Regions from separate parts of the Sus scrofa genome. Here regions 1, 2 and 4 are each linked to region 3. A link is a contact called in public Hi-C and HiChIP or PLAC-seq data. All regions are on one chromosome and are shown on one strand. The core of a region is the stretch at or near the end of the contact, and the rest is flanking DNA. Distances in the headings are between cores, read along the strand shown. Region 1 overlaps SH3PXD2A (SH3 and PX domain-containing protein 2A). Region 2 overlaps SH3PXD2A (SH3 and PX domain-containing protein 2A). Region 3 holds the start of SH3PXD2A (SH3 and PX domain-containing protein 2A). Region 4 overlaps SH3PXD2A (SH3 and PX domain-containing protein 2A).

Evidence for each region. Hi-C and Micro-C count contacts between places; a contact is called where the count stands out from the background. HiChIP or PLAC-seq counts read pairs in DNA pulled down with a chosen protein or histone mark.
Region 1: a contact with region 3 is called in a Hi-C map of embryonic fibroblasts, with 2.1 times the contacts expected there. The contact joins the enhancer-like site here to the promoter of SH3PXD2A in region 3. A contact is called at or near these places in 3 of 5 promoter capture datasets (fetal liver and liver), 16 of 47 Hi-C or Micro-C datasets (alveolar macrophages, brain, embryonic fibroblasts and 9 more) and 2 of 2 datasets of contacts at active chromatin or transcription factors (alveolar macrophages and skeletal muscle).
Region 2: an H3K27ac HiChIP or PLAC-seq map of skeletal muscle shows a contact between it and region 3. The contact joins the enhancer-like site here to the promoter of SH3PXD2A in region 3. A contact is called at or near these places in 3 of 5 promoter capture datasets (fetal liver, fetal skeletal muscle and liver), 9 of 47 Hi-C or Micro-C datasets (alveolar macrophages, embryonic fibroblasts, epiblast stem cells and 6 more) and 1 of 2 datasets of contacts at active chromatin or transcription factors (skeletal muscle).
Region 4: an H3K27ac HiChIP or PLAC-seq map of skeletal muscle shows a contact between it and region 3, with 17 times the contacts expected there. The contact joins the enhancer-like site here to the promoter of SH3PXD2A in region 3. A contact is called at or near these places in 5 of 5 promoter capture datasets (fetal liver, fetal skeletal muscle, liver and 1 more), 25 of 47 Hi-C or Micro-C datasets (adipose tissue, alveolar macrophages, brain and 14 more) and 2 of 2 datasets of contacts at active chromatin or transcription factors (alveolar macrophages and skeletal muscle).

The regions. Positions count from the first base shown.
Region 1 is chr14:114,601,945-114,608,319 of Sscrofa11.1, forward strand. It overlaps SH3PXD2A (SH3 and PX domain-containing protein 2A), which reads right to left. Exons shown (of 15, transcript XM_021072762.1): 6 at 853-881. Among named protein-coding and RNA genes, the nearest start is that of NEURL1, 170 kb to the left of the region's middle. Within about 2 kb of position 4,652, at least 6 of the 83 cell types and tissues checked have an H3K27ac peak or open chromatin away from gene starts, as enhancers often do. A contact at or near this core is called in embryonic fibroblasts, where this site is marked.
Region 2 is chr14:114,529,201-114,535,211 of Sscrofa11.1, forward strand. SH3PXD2A (SH3 and PX domain-containing protein 2A) reads right to left here. Exons shown (of 15, transcript XM_021072762.1): 12 at 2,518-2,855; 13 at 1,186-1,235. Among named protein-coding and RNA genes, the nearest start is that of NEURL1, 95 kb to the left of the region's middle. Within about 2 kb of position 4,686, at least 13 of the 83 cell types and tissues checked have an H3K27ac peak or open chromatin away from gene starts, as enhancers often do. A contact at or near this core is called in skeletal muscle, where this site is marked.
Region 3 is chr14:114,774,608-114,780,755 of Sscrofa11.1, forward strand. SH3PXD2A (SH3 and PX domain-containing protein 2A) reads right to left here and starts at 2,644. Exons shown (of 15, transcript XM_021072762.1): 1 at 2,082-2,644. The coding sequence starts at 2,153.
Region 4 is chr14:114,621,171-114,626,969 of Sscrofa11.1, forward strand. The region is part of intron 5 of SH3PXD2A (SH3 and PX domain-containing protein 2A); the gene reads right to left. Among named protein-coding and RNA genes, the nearest start is that of SH3PXD2A, 150 kb to the right of the region's middle. Within about 2 kb of position 3,556, at least 12 of the 83 cell types and tissues checked have an H3K27ac peak or open chromatin away from gene starts, as enhancers often do. A contact at or near this core is called in fetal liver and skeletal muscle, where this site is marked.

The DNA of each region.
Region 1 (6,375 bases), core at 3,402-5,901, 170 kb before region 3:
ACACACAAGCTGACAGACAGCTCCAGTCCCCCCCGCCCCCCAATACACTCAGCCCTCATTAAAAGTGACCACCCTTCGCCAAATAACTGCAAACGACCAAGTGCAGGCACTGGCCAAGCCCCCCCTCCCCCGCCCCTGCCACCCCCCCTCGTCCCCCCCCCCCCGCAGAGAAATGCTCCTCTGACCCCAACACACAGCGTCCCTGTCTCCACCCCATTAGCAAACACAGAGTGGGCCCTGGCACCTGCCAGGCCAACGCCAGGGCGGGTCGGTGCCCTCCCATCCGGTCTCTGAGGGCCACCACGCAGAGCCCCCACCCCCCGCAGCGTGTAGAACTCGCTCAGAATTTGGGGAGAAGAGGTATGCTCTGCCGGGGTTAAAAACTCAGCCCCTTGAGCATGACCCCCCCCTTTTTTTGGTCCTGGATCGCACCTTCCCACGGGAATGCCTGCATCTCTATTAACCCTTCCAGCGCTGCCGCACCGCAGGAAAGACCCAGGAAGATATTACAGAGGTGTCCAGCAGTGGGCTCCGCAGCCCTGGTCAGAGGATCCGGCTGCACATGACGTGGGGCTTTAAGCCTTTCACAAGACATTTCCACAGTCCCCGTGCACCCATTCCCACGGGGAAGAGCCCAGGTAGAGCCCGAGGGACGCGGAGACAGAAGGAGTAGGTGTGAGTACCAAAGGTCTTAGCGGGCATGAGCTGGGGAAGGGGGCAACTGAAGGGAATACCCTGGCCCCGCCGGACCAGAGGACAGGCGGGCGAGGAAAAGCCGCCGGAAAGTCCTCCGCAGGGTCGGAGCGGGGCGTGCACGAAGTGGGAGGGGAGAATGCCCGGAGGCTCCCTTACCTGATTTTCTCTTGGAACTGCCGTAGTCCCTGAAAAAGAAGCAACAACATACAGACATGGTTAGAGCAGGGCAGAGGCGCGCGGCGGCGGAGCTGCCGGGCTGCGGGACTGCGGCTTCAGAGCGCCCACGGGCCGGATGCTCATGTGATCCCCGCAGCCGACCAGCCACGCGCTCCGCAGCTGCACGCACTGCGCGCCGCGCCTGCCCGAGGGTGCCCCGCCAGCCCGGCCTCCCCGCGCGATTCGCGATTCGCCCCGCCGGCCCCGCCTGCGCCTTCGGCCCCGCCTGCGCCTCCCGCCCCTCCTCGCCCTGCCGCCCGCCGCGAGCACCCCCGCCCGCCCCGCCCAGGCCCGCCCGGAGGGGCTCGGTAGGCTTCTCTGGCCCTTTCCCCTGCACCTTCCCCTATCCTCCACCGAGAGCGAGGCAGGTTCCCACGCACCTCGTGAATGGGGAAACTGAAACCCCGGAGAGGGGTCGCTAGAACCCAGGCCCTGACCCGCGCTGGGAGCCCTCTCTGACCCCTGCATCACTTCCTCTCCCAATTCTTTGCATTGCCTACTCTTGTCACGACTCAGCCTTTAAAGTCACGACAGTGACATCTCATCCTGTCTTCCCCCACATCCTCCCCTTCTCCGGGTTGGCCTCTGCATAATTACAGATCTCTGTGACACTTTGATTAAAGTCTGCCCCCACTCGCGACCCAAGGCTTTCGGAGGCCACACTCTAGATTGTTTCCTCCCACTGCATTTCTTTTCTCCCCCCGCCCCCTTGCCTAGCATAGGTGATGGATAAATAGAGGCCATAGTTTGAATGATGACCAGAAAGGTTCAGGCTGGGAACCTCAGTAGAAATGAGGCAGAGCTTATTGCAAGGCCAGGAAGGGTGTTGAACTTCTGAGCACTGGGTTCAAATTCTGTCACTGACAGGGAATTCCCTTGTGGCAGAGCAGGTTAAGGGTCCAGCTTTGCTGCGGGTTCAATTCCTGGCCCGGGAAGCCAGGAACTTCCACAAGCCTCAGGTATGGCCAAAAAAACCCAAACCAAAACCTTTAATAGTTTCACCTGCCCTGGGCTGCCCCAGCTTGGAGCCTGCCCTGCCCTCCAGCAAGGAATTAACCCAGACTCAGCATCAGGCTACTTCCCAAATGCTGCCCCCACTGCCTCCAGCTCTTGCTCCTACCTTTGGCCCTTCTCAGTACCCCTGCATCTACCAGTCCTCAGGGGAGCCTCTAAGACACTGGAGGTCTATTAAGTGCTCAGGAGGGGATGGCTGGTGAGCTATGTGGAGACTAAAGAAAATGCCTTTCTTTGCCCCTGGAATCAAAGAAAAGGTCGATCGCCTAGCTTTGCTTGAAGCCAACTGGCCAGCTAGGTCTCCTGGCTGCAAAGTGGGGTGGGTCACTTGAAGGAAAGGACAGTTACCCCCATGGTCACTCCCTGAGACTCTGATCCTGGGAGTCTGAGGGGTGGCCTGGACTTAGGGAGCATTTGTTAAGCTCCAAGGTGACTTGCCTCTGCAGCCAAGGATGAGAGGATCCTCCCCTTTGAGGCTCCTATGTTTCCCAAAATTTGCACCGAGGACCCTGTGAGTTGGAAGGCTGGGCTTGGCCCAGGAATTTGCATTTCTGATACCCCACCCCAGCAGCCCTCATGTTTGAGAACCTCTTTCAATCTTCACATTCAGGAGTTCCCGTCGTGGCGCAGTGGTTAAGGAATCCGACTAGGAACCATGAGGTTGCAGGCTCGGTCCCTGCCCTTGCACAGTGGGTTAATGATCCGGCGTTGCCGTGAGCTGTGGTGTAGGTTGCAGACGCGGCTCGGATCCCGCGTTGCTGTGGCTTTGGTGTAGGCCGGTGGCTACAGCTCCGATTCGACCCCTAGCCTGGGAATCTCCATATGCCGCGGGAGCGGCCCAAGAAATAGCAACAACAACAACAACAACAACAACAAAAAAGACAAAAGTCAATCTTCACATTCACACTAAGGAGATCCGATCATCCCCATTTTACAGATGAAGAAACAGAGGTTCAGCCACTGCCCAAGGTCATCTAAGCTGGAGAAGGGCTGTGGTTCATAAGCCCACCTGCCCGAATGAAAGTGTCTCACGGATGGAGTAAGGGAGAATCTGTTGAATCTGTTGCCTCCAAAAGGGAGGGTCCTCCTATGTCCCCTTCCCCTACCAGGCAGTGAGGGAAGGCTTGAGCCAGGGTCACCTCCCTAGAGCAGAAGGGAGTAAGGGGTAAGGCCGCGTCTGAAGAGCCTGGCTGTGCCCTGTGAGCTCTGCTGTGGGGAGAGTTCCCAGCAAGGAGGAGGAGAGCATTATACGGAGACTGCGTCCTGCCCAGCAGGCTTGAGTCTCCCAAGGAGAGAATGTTTCTCAAGGCTTTTTTTTTTTTTTTTTTTTTTTGGCAGAGTGGGGCCTGGGGAAGGGCAGGGAATGGAGACAAGGAGGAACCGCCCCACCTGCCCCACAATTTCCCCACTGGTCCTGCAGGAGAAGCCTCGGGGCCAGGGGCCACAATGGCCCACTGCCCATCCCCTGGCTCCCCGGAATCCAGACAGGGGGTGGCCTCCTTGCAGTGATGGCCATTCTCTTTCCCTCTGTTTGTGCAGCTGTGGCTACCCAGGATCCTCTTTGAGCTTGTCAACAGCCCCAGAGGGGAGACAGCAGGTCATTACCATGTGTGACAGAAGCACACTAACGCTGGGGGTGGGGGGAAGGGGCGCATAATTCCCCAGGGGGCTGAGGGTCTGCTCTGTGCCAGGCCAGGCCAGTGATTCTTGACCTGGTCATTCAACAGGATCATGTAGGGAGATTGGCACAAATTCAGACGTGGGGCCCCAACCCCACCTCACCTAACCCAGTGTTTGCATCTCCGATGAGCACCTTGGGGTTCTGAGGTTGGGCCAGTGTTGGCTGAGAACCTCAGGCCCAGCACAGTGTCCACCTCCATCACTATGACCCTGACACGTGAGCAGGAGGGGGGCCAAGAGACCCTCCAGTCCCTGTACCATAATCTCCATCAGGACACCAGCCACCCCTAAGAAACATTAATGCTTCCAGAGAAATCCCCTGGCCAGCCGGTCCTTCAACCAGAGTACAAGCCCGTCCTGCCAAGGACTTCTGGACCCCGTGGTCTCCCTGTTTTGCAGGTGAGGACAGCAAAGGTAGAGAAGCTGGACAACTTGTTCCAGGTCACACAGTGAGTAGGTGAGGCTGGGCCTGGGTGGCCAAGAACCCAGGCCTTGCTCTGGGGCTCAAGACCCATCCCCAAATGCTGCCACCAGTGGGTGCAGGGGAAGGAGGGCAAACCCATGGGTTAATGGATGGAGGCTGAGACCCTGGCAGTGGGATTGCCAAGCTGGGACTGGATGGTGGGATGGCAGGCGTAGGAATCCTTCACACGGCATCTGGACTCCAGCCCGAGCAGGCGCAGCCCTAGTAGGAGGCCTCTAGGTCGGGCACCTTTTAGCAAAGCCGTTTTGTATTTTTAGCCGCTGAATATGGTGAGAAGCAGTTTAGGTATCCAGTGGCTGGGACTCCCCCATCCCTCACATACCAGGGCATGGAGCGGGGGGGGGGGGGGGCATCCACCTCCCACTGCCCTGCAGTAAGTCCTGACCTGGGCAGGACAGCAGGCCTTCTGCTGGAGTCTGGTTCCCCATCAACCCAAGACCCCCTACCCACCTCCCCTCCTTGCTCCAATTCTTGCCCTGAGCTGGGGCTGACAGCCACCCCCACCACTGGTGATTCCACTCCTGGTAGGTCACAGTCTAGCCTGCTTCCCACTTGCTGCTGAATCACTATCACCCAGGGAGTCAGAGGAAGGAGAAAGGGAGGGGAGGCGGGGACTAGCATTTCCCTCTGGCGCTGCCAGAAGCTAATGTAATTGAAAAGGCCTCCCAGGTTGTCCTGACGTGGCTCCATCAGGCCACTTGGCCTTTTCTGCAACTGGTCCAGGGGCGACCAAGACCACAGGTACAGTGACGAACCATCCTGGGCAAACTGGGACATGGGACTTTAAGGACTCATGGGAAGGTCGCAGACAAACCAGGAGAGTTGGTCACCAGATGGTCCATAGGTCAGGCCTGGCTGGGAGAAAAAGGAGCAGGGTTCCTCCACCCAGGACCATATCCATCCCCCACTTAAACAGGGACTCCTGAGTCTTCCCCCCACCCCACCCCCACCACGGGATATAAACAGTTCATGTCTTGGCCGTTCCTCATAGGATGATGCTGTCTGCAGAGGGAGGGTAGGTGCAGGAAGCGGAGACCCCACTTCAACTCTCGACTGCTTGCTTGCCGGGTGGTCAGTTGAGCTACCTCCTTCACCTCTTGAGCCTCTATCTCTCTGTCTGTGGAGTGAGGATAATAACTGTACCAACCCCTGAGCATTTGGGGAAGATGAAACATAGAGTCCTCATAAAGGGGTTCACAGAGTGCCCAGCACAGAAAATGCTGTAGAAATTATTCTTCTTTCATGCCTGGATCTGACCCCACCTCTGTCGCTACGCAAATGACAGGATCTGACCCCACCTCTGTCGCTACGCAAATGGCAAAGACCTGTTTGAACTTGGACCCTGGCAGAACCCCCTAAAACCAAAGGAAGGGCCTTCTTCTTAAGGACCCCACCATGAAGCTGACAGCACAGTGCCACGCAGGGGTGAGCCCAGCCCCCTAGGCAGAGTTTTGGACTTTGACAGACTTGGAAACCAGCGCTGGTCTCTGTCTGGTGCTGTCCACGGGGGGAAAGCTGGTTTGTACACACAGCATCTGAACAGGGCTCATCTGGAAATAATCATATCTTCAGGGTGACATTGACCCACAGGAATTGGCAAGCCCTGGATTTCTTTATTGGGATGCGTTTGACCTCCCAGGAGCAGCAAATGCTCAGAGCCCTGAACCAAGAGATGTGAAGGGCTCTGAGTTTTTGTGCTAACAGCACCCAGAAGGATCAGCTTTCCTTCCCCCCCACCGCCTTTCATTTCTCTTGGTGAGACATGCTGTGCTCCTTCCCCGGACATTCCAGCGAAGGGGCCGGAGTTGGAGACAGAAAAGAGGGAGAGGCTGGAGGGAGGGGGCGGCTAAGGCATTTCACAGTCCCTGCGTCTCGGCCACCTGCTTTTGCTTCCCCGCCCTCTGCCCTTTCTTCAACATTCCCGACAGGCATCTGCCCTTCAGTGCTCTGAAGGAGGCAGAGGTGGTGTTAATCCACTTTATGGATGAGGAGACTGAGGGGTCCTGAGGGCTTCAGTGGCTTGCCCGGCCTGGGGAAGCTCCACTGGCATTCCTGACCCAGAGGGTGCCCCGTGCCGAGGTCCACCAGGGAGAGGAGGCACAAACAGCAGAGCAGGCTCTCTCGCTGGGGAAAAGAGGTGGCCATGCTGCTGGTCAAGGTTCCCGGAGTGAGAGGCAAAGCCAGGAAGAGCCCCTGAGGCCAGGGAGAGGCTGGGAAAGGAAGCACAGGCTGGAGCCAGCTCTGTGGAAGGGCGCCGAGTCCTTGGCAGGTGGAATTCTAGTGCT
Region 2 (6,011 bases), core at 3,436-5,935, 240 kb before region 3:
AAGTGTGCAAGGAATCGCCCCATTCTTGCCAAAATCAAGTCTGCCTGAAAGTAATCACCAGAGGGATGGGAGGAGAGGAGACAGAACTTGCTGTTCAACTGCGTAAAATGAGCTAGACTCTCCACTGGGGCTCATGGCCAGGGCAAAGATGGTCTCATCTCTAGGGGCCAAATGACTCTTCAAAAGTCTTGTTTAAGGAAGGTCCAATCTGACTGCTGTTGTCTGCCTCCCTGGGACAGATGTCACTGATCACAGTAAGTCTCCCTGCAAAGCTCAGATGTGACTTCAGAATCCTTGTCTACACACAGTGCACAGAGAGCTGACACAGGACATGGAAAGCTGATGGCCAGCTCTCTGCACACACAACCTCATCTCATCCTTACAGTAGCCCTAGGAGGTGGCTGCCATTGTCCCTGTCTTGTAAGGAAGGAGACTGAGGCCTGTAGAGGGCATGCAACTTGCCCAGGGGCTCGCTGTTTCTAAGCATCAGAAGTGGAATGTGAATCTATGCCTGGTAGGTTCAAAGCCCCATTCTTTCCACTGCATCCCATCACCCAGATAATAGTTCTCTGCTCTAGGGCTCTCGGCCCCAGCATCTTGAGAGTACATCTGCCTCCCTGATGGTCTGGAGGCCAAGAAACCTCGCCCACAGGCGCCAGGGACCCAGGCAGCACCGAGTCTCTTTGAGCTTCGGCCTGAGCCAATCCCTGCCACTTACTACCCTCCTTCCCCGAGGATGCTCACTGGACTGCCCTCTGCCCACCCTCCCAACCCCACATCCATCAGGCACTTCCGAGCAAGGAAGGCAAAGCTGAACAGCTTCCAGGCTCACATGGACAGCAGCCCCATTTCCAGCCCCTGGCAATGCCCTGGCCGGACACTCTCGCCAGCCAGTCTAAATGTTTATGTCTGCCAGTGCAGTGGCTGGGGTGGATTTATTTAGCTTTGGAATGCAGAGCGTTTTTTATTATAAACTGTCCAGTGAGACCCCAGGAAGGCTGGGATCCCCAGGCTTCCCTCCCTGCCCCCGGCATCATGAGGCTGGAAGCCCTGGCCCAGCCCTGGCACAGCCCTGGCGAAGTGCTGGACCAATGGACTCTGCATAGAGACAGCCAAGTGACGGGGGCTGCTAGAGTGCGCCCCAGAAAAGGGACAGGAAAGGGAGAAGAAATTCAGCATACATACCAGGCTGGACTCTCTGCGAGGTGGAGGCCTTGTCCTTAAGTTTGGGGAGCCTAGAAGAAGGAAGCAGAGCTTCAGAAATCCCAGCCAGACAACAGTGCTTTCCCTGGCCGTGACCACCTCCTGGTCCTGGGAAGTTCCTGCCTTTGTCCTGCATTTACAAAGAACGCACGCTCTCAGTCGCTGCAGGCACTAGAGCTGAACTTCAGTGCAAAGTCAAAGAACCTTAAGCATCCTTGACTATGTTCTAAGGGATCCGTGAACATGCTAAAATGTTCAAACATAGGGGCATTTTTCAGGGCCAAGGGTAAATAACTTTATCAGATTTTCAGGGTTAGAAAGAGAGACCAGGTCTCTTTTTTGCTCACTACCAAATCCTTAGGGGCTGACACAGTGCCAGGCAAGAGGGGGCACCCTCAAAATATTTCCCAATGGACTGTGCCAAAGGTTTCAGGCACAGAGCTAACTTAACCAAGCTCACAACCAGACTAGAAAACAGCTTTCCTCCAGATTTGAAGAACGGTTGGACACAAACAGAAGCTGGTCTCTCATAACATAGAATAGTTTAACCCTCAACCACAGGCACCCCTGCACCAGGCTTCTCTGGTAGGAAAGAAGGTGATTCTGGAAGAAAATGCCACTGAAAATGTGTGGAGAGATACAGCCGCCCTTCCAAGTGTCCCAGGTTCCCAGTAAGGTGACAGGGAAGGAGGAGTAGGGCGAGATGTTCTTCTCTTGCTGTCACTCAGAAAGCAGCCCTGCCTAAGGGCTCCCATCTCACGGCCTGGGTGACTGCACTTATCTGAGTGGCCACTCCTGGCTCTCTACCAGTGGCAGAGGGAACACTGCCGGCTCATATACTCATGCAGTTTATCTTCAGTGGAGGACATGGAAGGAATTGCCTTGTCCAGGCTTTTTTTTTTTTTTTTTTGCTTTTTAGGGCCATATCTGAGGCATAGGAAGGTTCCCAGGCTAGGGGTCAAATCGGAGCTGTAGCTGCTGGCCTACACCGCAGCCACAGCAATGCCAGATCCAAGATGCGTCTGCAACTTACACCACAGCTCATGGCCACACCAGATCCTTAGCCCATTGAGCAGGGCCAGGGATTGAACCTGCATCCTCATGGATACTAGTCTGGTTCATAACCCACGGAGCCACAATGGGAATTCCTCACGCTTGAGATTAGCATGAGACAAGCTGGCAAAGCGAGGCTGGGGTCAGGGGTCAGCCTGCATCTCTGGGAGGGAATGACAGGGGGAACCACGCACACCTGTCCAGCTCCCCTTGCACCTCATGCCCCTTCCCTAAAGGCTCCGGGGTCAGTGGGGCTCTTACTGATCTGGGCCCTCTGAGGAGCAATCCTGGCCACAGCCGGGGAGCCCTGGGCCAGCTTCGAGACGGTTCTCTCCGGGACGCCCAGGGCGCTGCCGTTGGAGGCGTTGCAGAGGATGGGCAGGCTGATCTCCTTCTTGGCGATGGGGGCCTCTGGGCCCTCGCCTTCAGCTGGGGGGGTCTCCTTGTCCCCAGACGCCTTCTTGTTCAGCAGGTTGCTGATCTCCATGATGTTCCCGATGATCTCCACGGGGCCTGCCAGGTTCTTCTTCCGTGCTGGCAGGTCATCCTTGATTTTCTTCAGGTAGGAAGCGGGCGCCCAGCCCTCTTTGCCCAGGTATCTGCGGGGAGGAGTGGGACAAGGTGTCACAAGAGCCCCATTGCCGGGCCCCAGGCTCCATCTGGCCTTGCCCAGCTGTGCTCCACAAGACACTGGGCAAAGCCTCTATTCTGGAGAGAATGAGAACTGAGGGCAGGTGGAAAGGCACCTAGAACAGCACGTCTTCCTCTCTCTTGCTCTTTGCCTGATCCCTCTTGGTGTGGACTCTCCTAGTTTGCAAAGTCAGGCAAACATGGGACCTTGAGATGAGAAGATGCCTCAAATTTTGGGTTGCCCAAAAAAGTAGGCTTTGCAATGGCCTCAACACAGCAGAGGGCAGTTCTTGGAGCTAAGACATGAGAAGGTGTATAGAGTTAAATGACCAATTGGAGAGGGAAATAAGGATCAGAGAGGTGAAAGGGCAGGACGGGTGGGAGCTAGGAAACCCGAGGTCTGGTCTATGGTACCTTGGACCAGTGCCTATCCTGAAGCTCCATTATTTCTCTTCTGCAAAATGCTGGGAGAGAGTAGCTGCAGACATTTATCCAGATGGGCAGACACATTGAGACCAACTGGGAAGATGTCTATAAAGAGTGACCGCATGAGGGGACGAACTGGCATCACTGCAGGAGATGCAGACAAACCAACTTCACAGAATAAGCCCACAAACAGAACAACGCGCAAGGTGACATTTCAAAGCAGTGGGGTCAATGAGTGATTTGGGACGACCGACGATCCAGTGAGAAGAAAAAACAAGTGAGACTCTGGCCTCATGACTGTACAACAAAATTAAAAATACAAGTCACGAATATTGGCTTCATCTTGGGGGTTGAGAAATTCTTTCTAAGTGGAACTCCCAAAGCAGAAACCATAAATGAAAAGACTAAATAAAGCACATGACTGGATAAAATTAAAGACTTTGGTATGGCAAAACAAAAACAAAAGGAAACAAAACAAAAACAAAACCAAAAACCCATAAACAAGAGCGAAAAGCAAATGACAGGGCTGACTTAATTTTAGGGGATTTGCTGACTTCTGAAAACAAGCTTTTCCCTTTCCCCCCCATGATGCTGAGCTTCTACCCAAACCCACCGGGAGCTTACTGCCTGGTCTAGCCATAGCTGGCCAATGCCCCGGAGTCTGGGGTGCCATGTCCTCGCCTGCTCCCTGGGACACGGCTGGCTCTCTGGAACGGCTCCTCCATGCCAGATGTCTGACAATCCCTCCACCCCCCTGCCTCCCATCTGACCTTGTTCTGGGGGGTTCATTGTGGGGAGAAAAAGGTAAAAGTTAAAGTTTCTAAGGTGTTGAGCTTTGCAGGAAAACTCAGGCAGGAGGTGGTCTCTCATGTTCACGTCACACAAATGGCAGGCTGACCCTCGCTTGTCCGTCTGGTCCCCCGTTTTGGAGCTCAGAAGGCAGACCTCAGTGAACAAACGGATAGAAGTCAGGGAGCCAGCAGGGCAGACAGAAGCACAGAATTTCAGAGGTGGGCAAGAGCAACTCGTGATGATGCCTCATCTTACATACGAGCCGACAATCAAGGCTCAGAGAAGCAAAGCGAGAAGCAGAGGGTCACACAGCTAGCTGTTGGCAGCATCTGGCCCAGAACTTGGAGCAAAGACGAAGACGACTCTGGCGGCCACGGAGCACAGCGTGCAGAGATGGGGAGCAAAGTCTCAGGGGAGTGACGGCCAGGACTGCTCACTGTCCTGAGTGCTCCTGTTACAGGCCCTGATGTGCCCCTTCAGTGTTACGCGGATAAAATTAGATTCCAGGCGGGGAGGCGCAAGGGAATCAGGAGCGGCTGTGTGTGTTCGGGTCCAACTCTGCTCGCATCTGCTTTCCAGCTCCGGAGCACGGAATGACTCCAGAGGGAAGCCAACTGGAAAGGGAGGAGGATGGGGAGAGAGGGAGGCTGTGTATGTGGGGGGTGGGGGTGGAGGAGAACGACAGGAAATGAGGATCAACACAGAGCCTGGGATGCTGGGAAACGGCATAGTTAAGGGGGTGTCTGGAAGCCTTCTTAAGGTGGAACCTTTTCAGCAGGGTTTTGTCAGCTGAAGCTTCCGCTGGCAGAAGGGCTAAGCCACAGGGACGAGGGCTGACTGGATGAAGCAGCTCAGAGTGGTTTTATTGGTCCTTTCAGAAAACTAAAAAAAACCCCTCACCGCCCTGTAGATAACCTTTGGGCGAGTGGTTTAGGTTAGAAGCCCGCCTTTTCGCTAGCGTCCACATGCAGACTTGTGGTGGCTGCTTTGAGGGGCTTGGCTCCAGTTTCCATTGCTCAGAGACCATCAAAGTCTAGAGGCAGAGAATCTGGGCAAACACGTCCAGGCACACAGTCCTGTCTGACCTAACAAGACAGAAAGGGAGAGCTCAGCCCCCTGACTGGTGTGCAGGGGGCGGGGGCGGCTCTGTCCTGTCAGGCCACATGAAGGTTCAAGTCTATGTGGCCAATGACCTTCATCCTACCCTCAGCAGAGACCAATCTTCACCCTACCATGTGCTGCCTTCTGAGCAACTGTCTTATGAGCGCCTGGCTACCCCAGTCAATCCCCTTGGTGGAGACAGCTCAGAACACACCTCCTGCCCATAGTGGGTCTGGGGCTACGAGGTGTGGGAGGCTGGGGAGGTGGTCCCTACAGCCCACAGCCCAACAGGGGACCATCTCTTGTCTTCAGGGTTACAGGCAGAGAAGAGAAACTGGACCACATTATCACAGCTGAGCTGCTTCTGAAGGACCCAGAAATATTTCCTAGGAGCAAAGCCCCCTGGGGGTGCTGGCTGGCCTGGGAGCCCAGGGCCAGAGGAACCTTAGAGCCTGGGGGCAGGGCCTGGGAAGGGAGAGATGAGTGAGGCCCATCCGGTTTAGTTTGCTTCCAGGAGTGTCAGGAAGCTCCCCCCTCCCCTACCGTACCCTCAAATGGGTTTCTCAGCTGGGAAGTGTGACTAGGTCCAAGGAGAGGGAAGGGCAGAGCGAGAGGCCTCTGAACGAGGTCTGGGCTCAGGCCTCACTTCTGCCCCAGCTCTCACACCCAGGGGAAGCAGCCCTGCAGAGAGGAGCAGCCCAGTCCAGAGCCTGCATCTGAGGCTGGGCCGGGGGCAGCAGGGGCTGCCTGCTGGGACCTCAGCAAAGGCTGGGGACACCAGTGCTCCAGGCGGCCAGAGTTGCAGA
Region 3 (6,148 bases), core at 1,394-3,893:
TCCAGACAACCCTATGAAGTAGATACTATTATTATCCTCACTTTAAAATGAGGAAACTGAGGCCCCACTAAGGTTAAATAATTCGCCCGAAGTCAGTGGCTGAGCCAGGCTTAAAACAAGAGCCTCTAAGTCAGAGCCTCAGCAGTAACCATCTCTCAACACTGACTGCAGCGGGTCTCCGGTCGCTTCAGCAACACTCCTGGCTTGTTGCCAGTAGGTTCTACATCTGTAATCTTGGACATCATTGGTCAAAGCCAAGATTTGATGTTTTGCCTAAAAGCCAGAGCCGGGAAAAGCACCTGCCTGGGTCTCAGAGCAGAGAGTGCCATCTGTTGAAAGCAGTGCCAACCCAGAGGACTAGAAAAGAACTCCTAAAACTTAGCCTGCAACATTTGAGAAGTTAGGAAGGCTGATATCATAAGGAGTGCTGGGATATGCAAATGGACATCTGTCCCCAGTGCAGGGTGACCACTCAGTGACCTAAGTCCTCCAAAAAGAGCTTTCTTGAAACAGCAGGTTTAGACGCTTGCGGAGCCAGCAACACAGAAGGAACAACTCTTCCACCAGCACCCACCTCTCTGTCCGGTTGGTTTACCTTCTCCCCAAACTGAGCCCATACCCATTTATTTTGCTATAAAGAAACCCAAAGGTCAGAGCTACTGGGGATAAAGACAGAAAGAGTAGCCTGAGGCTGACATTAGCACAAATCCCAGTCCCCTTCCAAAAAGGAAATAAAAGGCATTTCAGGGATCAAGGTACTGTCTAGGGCTGCAACCAACAGCCTGTTTTAATTGTTATAAATTAATGCTTTGAGCATTCACTTTATTTTTATTTTTTTGTCTTTTTGCTATTTCTTTGGGCCACTCCCGCGGCATACGAAAGTTCTCAGGCTAGGGGTTGAATCGGAGCTGTAGCCCTCGGCCTACGCCAGAGCCACAGCAACGCGGGATCCAGCCGCGTCTGCAACCTACACCACAGCTCACGGCAACGCCGGATCGTTAACCCACTGAGCAAGGGCAGGGACCGAACCCGCAAATCTCATGGTTCCTAGTCGGATTCGTTAACTACTGCGCCAAGACCGGAACTCCTGAGCATTCATTTTAAATGTTCCTTTAAGTGCCTAATTTGCAAATAAGATGCAGTCCTTAGGCTTTGGGTGCCCTGCTGTCCGTCTCTCCTATCTCAAGTACAGCGGCAAAGCTGCTCAGACTGGAGTCCTCAGGCGTCAAGGACAATGTTTACTTCCTAAGGTGGGAAAGATGGGAAGAGAGGACGGGCTGAAAGGAAAGGGAGACCCGTCCCACAGGCCCGGAGCTCGGCTCAATCAACTCTAGCCCCTTCTCATTAAGTTTGAAGAAGGAAGGGGGAGGGGCGGCCGGCTGTTCCTCGGAGACCACAGCAAACATTTGCCGCCTCCTGTCTGGAAATGGAGCATCACTTAAGAGGAAATGAACCCGGTTAAGGGTCACGTCCAGAGGAGGGATAAAAGGAAAAGCCACATTTCTCCTCACACCGACCGACACAATGACTTTAAGGAAACCAAAGCTCGGGGCTGAGAGTGGAGGTGGGGCATGGGGCGCGGCGGCTTCCCTCTGACCCCAGACCCAGGCCTAGGGAGGCAGAGACCAGAGCAAAAGTGGGGGGCTTGCGCGAGGCTTCCTTTCCCAGGGCAAGCCTCTGAAAGCATCTCGGTCTGTGAGCGTGAGCGACCCGAACCCCTTGGGATGACCGGGAGGATGTTCCTTCCCAACGGAGCTGCCCAGCGAGGGTTTGACGAACGCTCCCCCCCACCCCCATCCATCAAAGCTCAGGCGGACAGATGACTTCACCGTTGTAACAGACAAGGGCAGCCACTTGCCAATTCCAATGCCAAAAAAAGAAAACGGGCCTGGGGGGAGTGGAGGAAGGTCAGAAAAGGCTTCCCTGGAAATCAGAGCCCAGCGAAGAAACTCCATCACTGACGGCTGCCCTATGGGCACTTGGCTCTAGACTCAACAGCGGTTAGGGGCACAGGGCTACCGGGGGCCCTCTGGGGGTTCCTGGCCAGCCCCTCCGCAGGGGTCGGTAGGGGCCGTACTCACATAATGCTTGGAAGGGTTCCTCCGCTTCTCCACGTCCACCACGGTGGCATCTTGCACGCAGTAGGCGAGCATCTTCCCCTACAAAGCGAGTGGCGCCCCCCGGCGGCGTCACCTTCTCATCCCGGTCGGGCTCCGGCTCCTTCCCCCGCTTTCCGGGTCTGTGGGGCCACCCGCCACCCCGGTCCGGCGCGCCGCTGCCCGGGCTTCTGGCGCCCACAGGTACGGCTGCTGGGCGGAGACGGTATGGAGGGCACGCGGGCTCCGTGTGCCCGGGTGGCTCCCGGTGGGCCTGCCGCGAGCCCCTTCCCTCCCGCGCCGCCGCCGCCGCGGCTCTTCTGCTCGCCCGCCCGCTCTCTCCGCCGCCCGGTGGGTCCGGCGGGAACTGGCGAAGCAGAGGAGGGGCGGGGGTGTGTCCCGTGGGCAAGGGGACGGGGCGGGGGCCCCAGAGCCTGCTGACAGCGCGCTGGGGAGGGGCCAGCGGCGCCCCTTGGCCGCGCTGCGGCTCCGGGGGGCTCGGCGCTCGCGGAGGCTGTGGGCGCAGGAGGCGGAGGCAGGGCCGGGCAGGCAGGGAAGGGAAGGGAGGGGAGAGAGGGGAAGCGCGCGGGGAGGGGCTCCGGGCCCGGGGGAGGGGCTCGGGGCGACGGGGAGGGGGCTGCTGCCTGGCCGGAGAGGCCAGGGCAGGCTCGCGCGCCCCCACTGCGCCGAGAGCGCGGCCAGCGGCCTGGCGCGACGCTGTGCTAGTTCCCCCGGCACCGAAACTCAGGGTGGCTTCGGAGGGAGGAGGGGCGGGGGGAAGTGAACCCAGCGCGCCTCTACCCTGGCTTTCCTTCTGGGAGCGGATTTTTGCCATTCTGTCCTCACCTTTACGGCCCCCTCCCACTCCTATCTCCCACATCTTTTTAATGAAAAAGTAGGTTATTACTCGGCTGTTACTGTCCAGGCCCTCCGAGCTGAACAAGGAATGGGGAAGGAACCGGCATTAAATCCTTCAAGCCAGAGCCTGTTTTGAGGAACCACCTGCCCCCCTGCGGGTCACAAAGGGTAAATTCTCCCCGGAAATGTGATCGATCTGCTGCCCGAGTTGTCCATCGATCTGGGCCTGGTAACCAATCTGTGATATCATTTACCAGTGAGGTTACAAAGCTGCATAACACCACTGCCTTAAACCCAGAGCTTCCTGGGGACCCACCCTCCTCAGGCCTGTGAGGAGGGAAGGGAGCACACAGTGGTGGGAAAATCCACCGGGTTGGGGGCCAGTGATGAGCTGACCCCAGACTCTGGCTTTCTCACCACCATTCCCTCTGGTCTGAAAAACAGACTTTCCAAATCATTTGTCTGTCCCTGGACTTGGGACACAATTGCTATTTAATGCAATTTTACATCACCCCCCCATCTATTTCAACATTTTTTTTTGCATTCTAGTTTCAAATATTTAAAGAAGTAGTATTTTCACAACTAATCCTATTGTTTCACAGTCACAATAAGCTTTGTGGCCGTGGACCAATGTGAAGCATCTGAAATGGACGCCAAGAGTTTGACAACATAATCGTACCAATACTTTGTTCTCTGCACTGTCGGAACCCATGTAGCAATCTAGGACTTCATTCACACATTTGCTTGGTACAGAGTACCCCCACTATCCCTCCAACTTTCTTGGGGAAGGATGCTGGAACACCAAATGATGCTGCTATCCAAATATGTGACCTGGAGCAAATCACTTCATACCACAGGCATTAGAGTCACTTTAAGGTTCTCACTTCTGAAATGTGGGTGCTGAACTGGATGGTCTTTTAAGATTCTTCCCTATGTACACTCCAAACTCTTCGTAGTTTTAGTAGTTACACCTGTGGAGATAGTTTTGAGTTAAATAATTTTTTCATAATTAGCATGTACAGCTTTTGACATTTAAAAAATAAATATTTTAGGAGTTCCTGTCATGGCTCAGTAGTTAACAAATCTGAATAGGAACCATGAGGTTGCGGGTTTGATCCCTGGTCTTGTTCAGTGGGTTAAGGATCCGGCATTGCAGGGAGCTGTGGTGTAGGTCAAAGATGCGGCTTGGATCCCGTGTTGCTGTGGCTCTGGCGTAGGCTGATGGCTACAGCTCCCATTAGACCCATAACCTGGGAATCCCCATATGCCACAGGAGTGGCCCTAGAAAAGGCACAAAGACAAAATAAATAAATAAATAAATAATATTTTAAAAAATGCCTTCTCTAGGAGTTCCCGTCGTGGCTCAGTGGAAGGGACTCTGACTAGTATCCACGAGGACGTAGGTTCGATCCCTGGCCTCCCTCAGTGGGTTAAGGATCCAGCGTTGCCGTGAGCTGTGTTGTACGTGGCTCAGATCTGGCATTGCTGTGGCTGTGGCATAGGCCAGCAGCTGTAGCTCCAATTTAGCCCCTAGCCTGGGAACTTCTATATGCTGTGGGTATGGCCCTGAAAAGACTAAGTAAACAAACAAATAAATAAATAAAATAAAATTTCTTCTCTAGAATTCTAGAATTTTAGGATTTATTGAGTACTTATTGACATTAAGAAACAGATGAAAGAGTTCCTGCTGTAGTACAGTAGGTTAAGGATCCTGCATTGCTGCAGCTGTGGCATAGGTTGCAGCTGTGACTTGGATTTGATCCCTGGCCTGGGAACTTCCATATGCTGTGGATGTAGCCACAAAAATAGAAAAAGAAAAAAGAAAAAGGAACAGAAGAGTGGGAGAATTCAGTTGATGTTTGTGGACCCAAAAACTGAATGCAATTAACAAATTTTTGTCCCTTCCCTCAAAGAGGAGAGAGTCCAGTTGAGAAATGGGGTTATCATTAAGACTGCATCAAAAAAAAAAAAAAAAAAAACAATAAAACTAGTGTATCAAATAAAATGTGCATTGGGATGCCAGAATCGGAAGCCTGGAGTAATTCAGGAGAACTTCATGGAGGAGGCAGTCCCTGGGCTGGGGACTGGAGGATGGGCAGAATTTGGCGTACCTTGGAATACTCTGCCTCCTCTGAACTCCTCCAAGCCAACTGTATTTGCCCTGACTTGTTTGATTTGTGTGTATTTGTCCATAACATGCTTCGTCTCCTCTGGAAGCACCTGGTGCACAAGGACTGGCTGTAAGTTATCTTCTTTGCCCTCCTCAAGTAGCCACGTACCATACGTCATACACAGTAGTGGTCACTGTACAAGGCTGCAAGGCTTTCTGGAAATGCTAATTAAGCCTGAGATGCCCCTGGTGAGGGGAGCTGGTTTTCAATTGTTGGAAGGAAAGAGGAGGGGGTGGGCTTGCCCTAGTCCCCTTGTGAGTCAGAGCACTCCCCCAAAAGGCATCGTGGTTTCCCAGTCACCCTCCTTCTGGATCAGGATCTGAACATGGCTCTAAGCATAAGTGATGTGGGGGAGACAGGGAGGGGTTCAGGCTCCCCTGTTGTCCTTGTGTCCTGGTGCTCGCCTACAAGGTAATGGCTTTCTTCTGGCCTAAAAAGCCCAGACGACCTGACATTTCCTAAATTCAGGGTCCCGAGGCACAACTTGAGTACTCCCAGCTCCCCTGCGCAGCCCAGTGCTCCAGAATTACCTCAATTGCAGGAAGCAACTGAGCATCAGCCCCCACCCCAACCCCACAGTCCCAAGATCTCTGGAGATTTGTTGGGTGGAAGTTATAAACACCTGGGGGGAGAAAAATCTTGTTTCCCTCTTGGGACTGTAGAGCCAAGAGACTTTAAGTATAAAATGATACAGGTGCTCCCTTCTTCCCTGGGTACTTTTCAACCTCATGCAGATTTCTTCTCCAGAAGTGCCTTAGACATGCTTTTCTGTTCAACACACATTTACTGAGTGGCTCACACATGCCTGGCACTTCCCCACCAATGACTGAGACCAGCTAAAGGCTCCTTGGAGATAAGACTGAATCTCATTCATTCAATATTCAGCATGCTTGGCACATAGTAGGCACACTGGGTGGCCTGTGTTGGACACATCTGTTCAAGGAGATGGTGGTGCTGGAGAAGATTAGGTAAACCCCTATTTTTCCACTTTCATCCTTGAACTGGGGATGACTCCAATCCAAG
Region 4 (5,799 bases), core at 2,306-4,805, 150 kb before region 3:
GCCAGATGGGTGGTGGTAGGGCCTGCTGGATGCACAGAGCTGTCAACTGATGAGGGTCTGACAAGACTCAGTGAAGCCTGGGAACGGGGAATGGGCTGCAATTCCCAAGTCACCCGTCCCTTGGGGAGGGCCAGGGACCCAGAGGGCTCACAGATCCTGATGGCCAGTGGGTGCCTGGTGGTGGAGGGGGCAGCTTCACTCCACAGTTGGCAGCAACCCTGGCAAGAACTCCCAGAGCAGAGGGGGCTCTGGAAAGGCCAGCCTCGCTCCTGTCTTCACCTGCAGATTCCGTTCCCCGGACTTTTCTTTTTGTCTTTTTAGGGTTGCACGTGTGGCGTATGGAGGATCCCAGGCTAGGGGTCGAATCGGAGCTGCAGCTGCCGGCCTACACCACAGCCACAGCAACACAGGATCTGAGCCATGTCTGCAAACTACACCACAGCTCATGGCAGCTCCGGATCCTTAATCCACTGAGCGAGACCAGAGACTGAACTTGCATCCTCATGGATCCTAGTTGGGTTTGTTACTGCTGAGCCATGACAGGAACTCCCTCTACCCCCAGTCTTTTCGGAGTGGCCATGTACACCCAGGCCTGGGCTGATGGAAGCAGGGGAAGAAGGATAGAAAGTTCCCGTCCTCTGAGCATCTCTGGTGCCAGGTACCCTCCAGGCATTTACAGGCGTCAGTGACCTTAAACCTCATAACTATCCTCCCAGGGGGTCCTGCTGGCCTCTTTTGCAGAGGGGGACGCTGAGGTCTGAGAGAAGTGACTCATTCAAGGACACGAGCAGAGCTGGGTGTTCTGTTTTCTCCAGAGTTAGTTTAACTCAATTCAAAATTTCTTCCTGGTGGTAGCCTTGAGCCCTGAGTTCCTCAGCCTACGCGGTCCCTGGCACATGGCAGGGGCTCAGCGAACACCTGCTGGGTGAAGACGGCAGCAGAGACGCTCTCTAGGCTCTTCCCAGGACCTTCCATTGGCCTCCCAGGAAGAGGGAGGGGAGAGACGATGGGCTGACTCAGCATCTACTGTGCGCTCCACACACATCGTCTGTTTCACTCTCCTCGGCGCCAGGCAGGTAGATGTGACGTATGAAGCACGTCATCTGCAGAAGCCTGGGTCCCGAGATCCAGAGTCAGGCTCCCAAGTGAGCCTGACCTGGAATTTGACCCAAACTGGAATCTGACTGGGAGGAGGCTCCCCCAGTTCTCAGGGCCGTCCTGGCTGCAGGGCCACACACACTCCCTGCCTTCCTGCTGGGTCGTGAGGCAGGGCTGGTCAAGTCTCCCCTCTGTCCCCCTGGACTCTGCTCTCCTCCCTGGCAGGGGCAGCCTCAGCCCCCATCCCCTACTAAAATATTAACGGGGAGGGAGGTTGGGAGACCTTGTGAGGAGCGCCTTTTCCGGGGTCTGACCTTATGTCACCCCAGCCCTGGAGCAGCTGCCTGTCCCCTGCCTGGGGCCTCTGTCCCTGGACCTTGCCCAGTGCCTTCCACACCAGATGCTGGGCTGTCTCACAAGGCCCCGGCCCAGACCCAAACCTGGCGCTCCACCTGGACCGGGTAGGACAGCCTCCCTCTCTCGCTGGCCTGCCTGGGCATGGACTCGGTGGGTGGTGGGGGTGTGGACCCCAGGCTGGATGGAAGCTGGCCCTTTGGGCAGGCTGAGGCAGGGACAACTGTCTCTCCTCTACCAAACTGGCCCATTGTTTTAGGCCACAGCAGAGGGTGGCTCTGTGGCCCTGGGGCTGAGAAACAAAAACCTGTTTAGTGAGGCCCTGTCCCTCCCCTGCAGTTTTAAGAATTTACCCAGGATCTGGCTGGCTTTAAGGGAACAAACGAGCCAAGGGGACAGGCTGGGGCCTAGAACTCAGAGTGGTGGCAGGGAGCAGAAGACCCTAAGTGAACTACAGGAGCCCACTGTGTGCTGCTGGGGCAGGGGACTGGTGGCAGGTCCATGAGGGGGATGTGACGAGAGCAGGCACCCACCCAGCCCTGGCCTATCTTTCCCTCTATGGCATGGGGCCAAATGCGTGTATGGCCACCTGCCCACAGGCTCAGGCCCAGAGCAGAGCGCTGACGACGTCAGGTGACAAAGGGAGGCTGCAACCTAACTCCACTGAGGTGGAGAGTGCTGGTCACTCTGCAGTCTGACAGCGGGCAGTGCAAGTTTTAATCCTGGAAATAGCCCTGATGTGGTTTGGCTAACACCTGCCAGGTGCCAGGCCCAGGGGTCCAGAGAGGTGGGTTCCCGCAATGGGGGGAGACCATAAACAGACAGAGCGCCATGCCTGAGGCTGTGGGCTCTGGGGAGCCTCCCTGGAAAGACTGAGGGCTGAGCAGGACTCCGTCTGGGGTGGGAGGGGAGAGGGAACAGGAGTGCTCCAGGCAGAGGGAACGGCCAGGCCTGGGCTTGGAGGCTGGTGACACTGGCTGCATTCGGGTGCGGTCATCTAAGAATGAGGGTGGGGCTGGCGGGCCAGGAGCTGGAGAGGTAGGAAGACCAGTCTCAGGCCCTCAGGCCTCACGGGGCTGCACCTCAGCCAGACCTTCCTCCCAGGAAGGTGTGTCCTGCTGGGGGTCTAAGGACAGGGCTTGTAGAAGGCCTTTTATTTATTTACTTTATTATTATTATTTTGGCTTTTTAGGGCCACACCCGTGGCCTATGGCAGTTCCCAGGCTAGGCATTGAATCGGAGCTACAGCTACCGACCTATGCCACAGCAACATGGGATCTGAGCCGTGTCTGGGACCTGCACCACAGCTCACGGCAACGATGGATCCCTAACCCACTGAGCAAGGCCAGGGATTGAACCCCCGTACTCATGGATGCTAGTTGGATTTGTTACCACAGAGCCATGATGGGAACTCCTTAAAATTTGTGTTTTTTTTTTGTTGTTGTTGTTGTTGTTTTTACTTTTTAGGGCTGCATGTGCAGCATATGGAAGTTACCAGGCTAGAGGTTGAATCAGAGCTGCAGCTGGCAGCCTATACTATAGCCATGTCAATGCCAGATCTGAGCCACATCTGCAACCTATACCATAGCTCAGAGCAACACTGGATCCTTAACCCACTGAGCAAGGCCAGGGATTGAACCCTTATCCTCACGGATACTAGTCAAATTCTTAACCCACTGAGCCAGAATGAGAACTCCTAGAGGGCTCTTTAGAAACTTCAGATTCACTGTTTCAACTGGCTGTGAATTTAAACTTGATTAAAAAGAGGCATTTGCTGGTTCACATGGTTGACTGGGGTGGGCGTCCTGCCAACCTTAGCTCCTGTTTGTTATCACTGACGCCACAGGAGTGGCAGAGCTGAGGGACCCCTGCTTGGGGGCTCCTGTGCCTCTGGAAACCCTGCCAGGTGATGCCTGCCTCCCTGGCCTGCAGCCCAGCAGGGGCTATCTAGTGCTCAGACATAACTCAGCCAGGGAGAGCTGGGCTGGCAGGTGTGGCCCCAGGACGCTGGGTGGGTAGGCCATGTACACAGCCCAGGGGGTCGCCTTGGGTGCTGGCAGGGTGCTGGGGTGGGGCCTCCACAAGGCTAGGCTCATCTGGGTGTCAGAGTTAAGGCTCAGGACCACATGAGACTTGCCCTATGCTGCACCTCCTCGGATTCCAGGGGTGTGTCCTTATCCCCCTCCTTCAGAATCTGGTGACCAGCGCCGTCCCCACCCCGAGCCAGCCACAAGGCTGCCCCAGAGTCCACATGGGAGAGGCGAGGAGGCATCATCGCCAGCTTCTCTTGCCTGTCACCTGCTGGCTGGGTGACCTCAGGGAGCCACTTCAGCCCTCCTTACAGTCACGGCCTAGCCTACTGCCTGTGGGGGACTAACATGAGGCCTGAGTGACATCGGTCACCCAGCTGGCAGATCTAAGTGCCTGATCTGGGCACCAGGGATGCGGCATGACCAGATCAGGTCCAAGCTCCTGCTCTCCTGGACCAACAACAACGCAGGGTGGAAACAGGTCACCCGGGAGGTGGTGATAAGTTCTGTGAAAAGAGATGAAGCCAGAATGGGGAGAGTCAGTGATGGGGGATTTTAAACTGGAAGGCCAGGGATGGCCTTGCCGGTCAGCTCTTTGAGTCGAGAATGCAAGGAGGGGAGGGACCGGGCTGGGGGCTCTCCTGGGGAGGGGCCAAGTGTTCTAGGCAGAGGGAAGAGCCAGCGCGAAGCCCTGAGGCGGGAACATGGCTGGAAGGTGTAGAAGCGGCAAGCAGGCCAGTGGGGCTGGAGCAGAGCCAGGCAGGAGAGGAGGGAGGTGCCACCTGGGGTGGGGAGGGGGGCAGGGCCTTGGCTCTGAGTGACACGGGAGGCGTGGAGGAGATTGAGCGGAGGGATGACCTGATCTGACGTACATTTAAGAAGGATCGTCCCTTCCCCTGGGTTGAAAAGGGACCACAGAGGGCAAGGGCAGAAGCAGGGAGACCAGTCAGGCCAGAATCCAGGGAGAGATGATGGCGTGGCCCCTCCTGGGGTGGCAGCAGCAGGGGCGGTGAGATGTGGTCAGGGTCTGGGTATATTCCAAAGACAGTGCCACAGGATGTGTGGACAAGTGGGATGGAGGGGTGTGAAGGAGAGATGAATCCAGAATAATGCCTGAGTTTGGGGCCTGAGCTGGGGGCGGGGGGCAGTGCACGAGGGGAGAAGCAACCTTCCTGGGCAACCACATGAGCAGGCGAAACCACCAAGGCCGCCCATGCCAGGCTCACCAACCGTCTATAAAGCACATCTTTCTGTGTGGGGCCGGTGGTCTAGAACAACAGCTAGCAGCTCAGAGGTGGGCCCCGCTCTCTACCCACAGAAGCCAGTGAGCAGCCTGGGATCAAAGCCGAGGGGCCGGGGCCTGCTGCCCACTGCTCCCCAGGCTGGGCTCTTGCAGCCTTGTCTTCCCCTCAAGATGGAAAAGGCTGTGGTCCCCCCGCCCAGCCCCCCGAGAATGCTCAGAGGCCCCGCAGCAGCACACTTGAAAGGGGCCAGGGTTATCTGCAAAATTCCAATTAAATCCACAGGCTTTGATAATTTGATAAGCCCCTCCACAGTCGCCCCAGAGTCAAAATACGCTGCTACTCGATCCTGTGTTTATGTTTCGGGATGGAAGGGGGAGGTGCACGGTGGTCGGGGGACCTGCAAGCAGCCCTGAGAGGGATGGGCTGCAGGAACTTGGCTGACAGAATGTCAGCCTGTCAGCCCAAGTCACCCCTGGGTCTGGGCTCCATGGTGAGCACGGACCTGTCAGGACCTGGAGGCTGAGAGGGGCCAAGGCAGGAAAGCCCTTTGGAACCGTGAGGCTGCGGCTGACCCTGTCTCCTGAGCCCCAGCCAGGCCTGTCTCATGCTGGAGGGGTCCTGCCAAACGAGTTGTGAGTTGGCCCAGGTGGCCGGTGCCACCTCAAGAAAGAGGCAGATGAGCCCCCTTCCCATGGTGACTCAGAGGCCCAATGCTTCCGATTCCTCCCTGCAAAAGCCGGGCTGTGCTCTGCAGAGGCAGGGCACAGGCTGAGCCCCATTCCATTCTGTTCCACAACCTTCCATGAACGAAACTGCTAGGCACTTCTTATGGTGCTGGACCAACAGCACCGGCTGGGTTATCTCAGAACATGTGGTGTCTCCATAAGCCCCCTGGACCGCTCCAGAGATCCTGCATTCTCTCTTTTCAAGGATGGGAGCACAAAAGACAGAGAGCCTGGGCAAATGGTCAGAGAGCATGGAACCTTGAGCTGTGGGCCTGGACCCCAGAGCCTGCCCCACAAAGCCACACCTGCTCCCTCGCCAACACTCAGCGGTCTCGCTGAGCCAGGTTT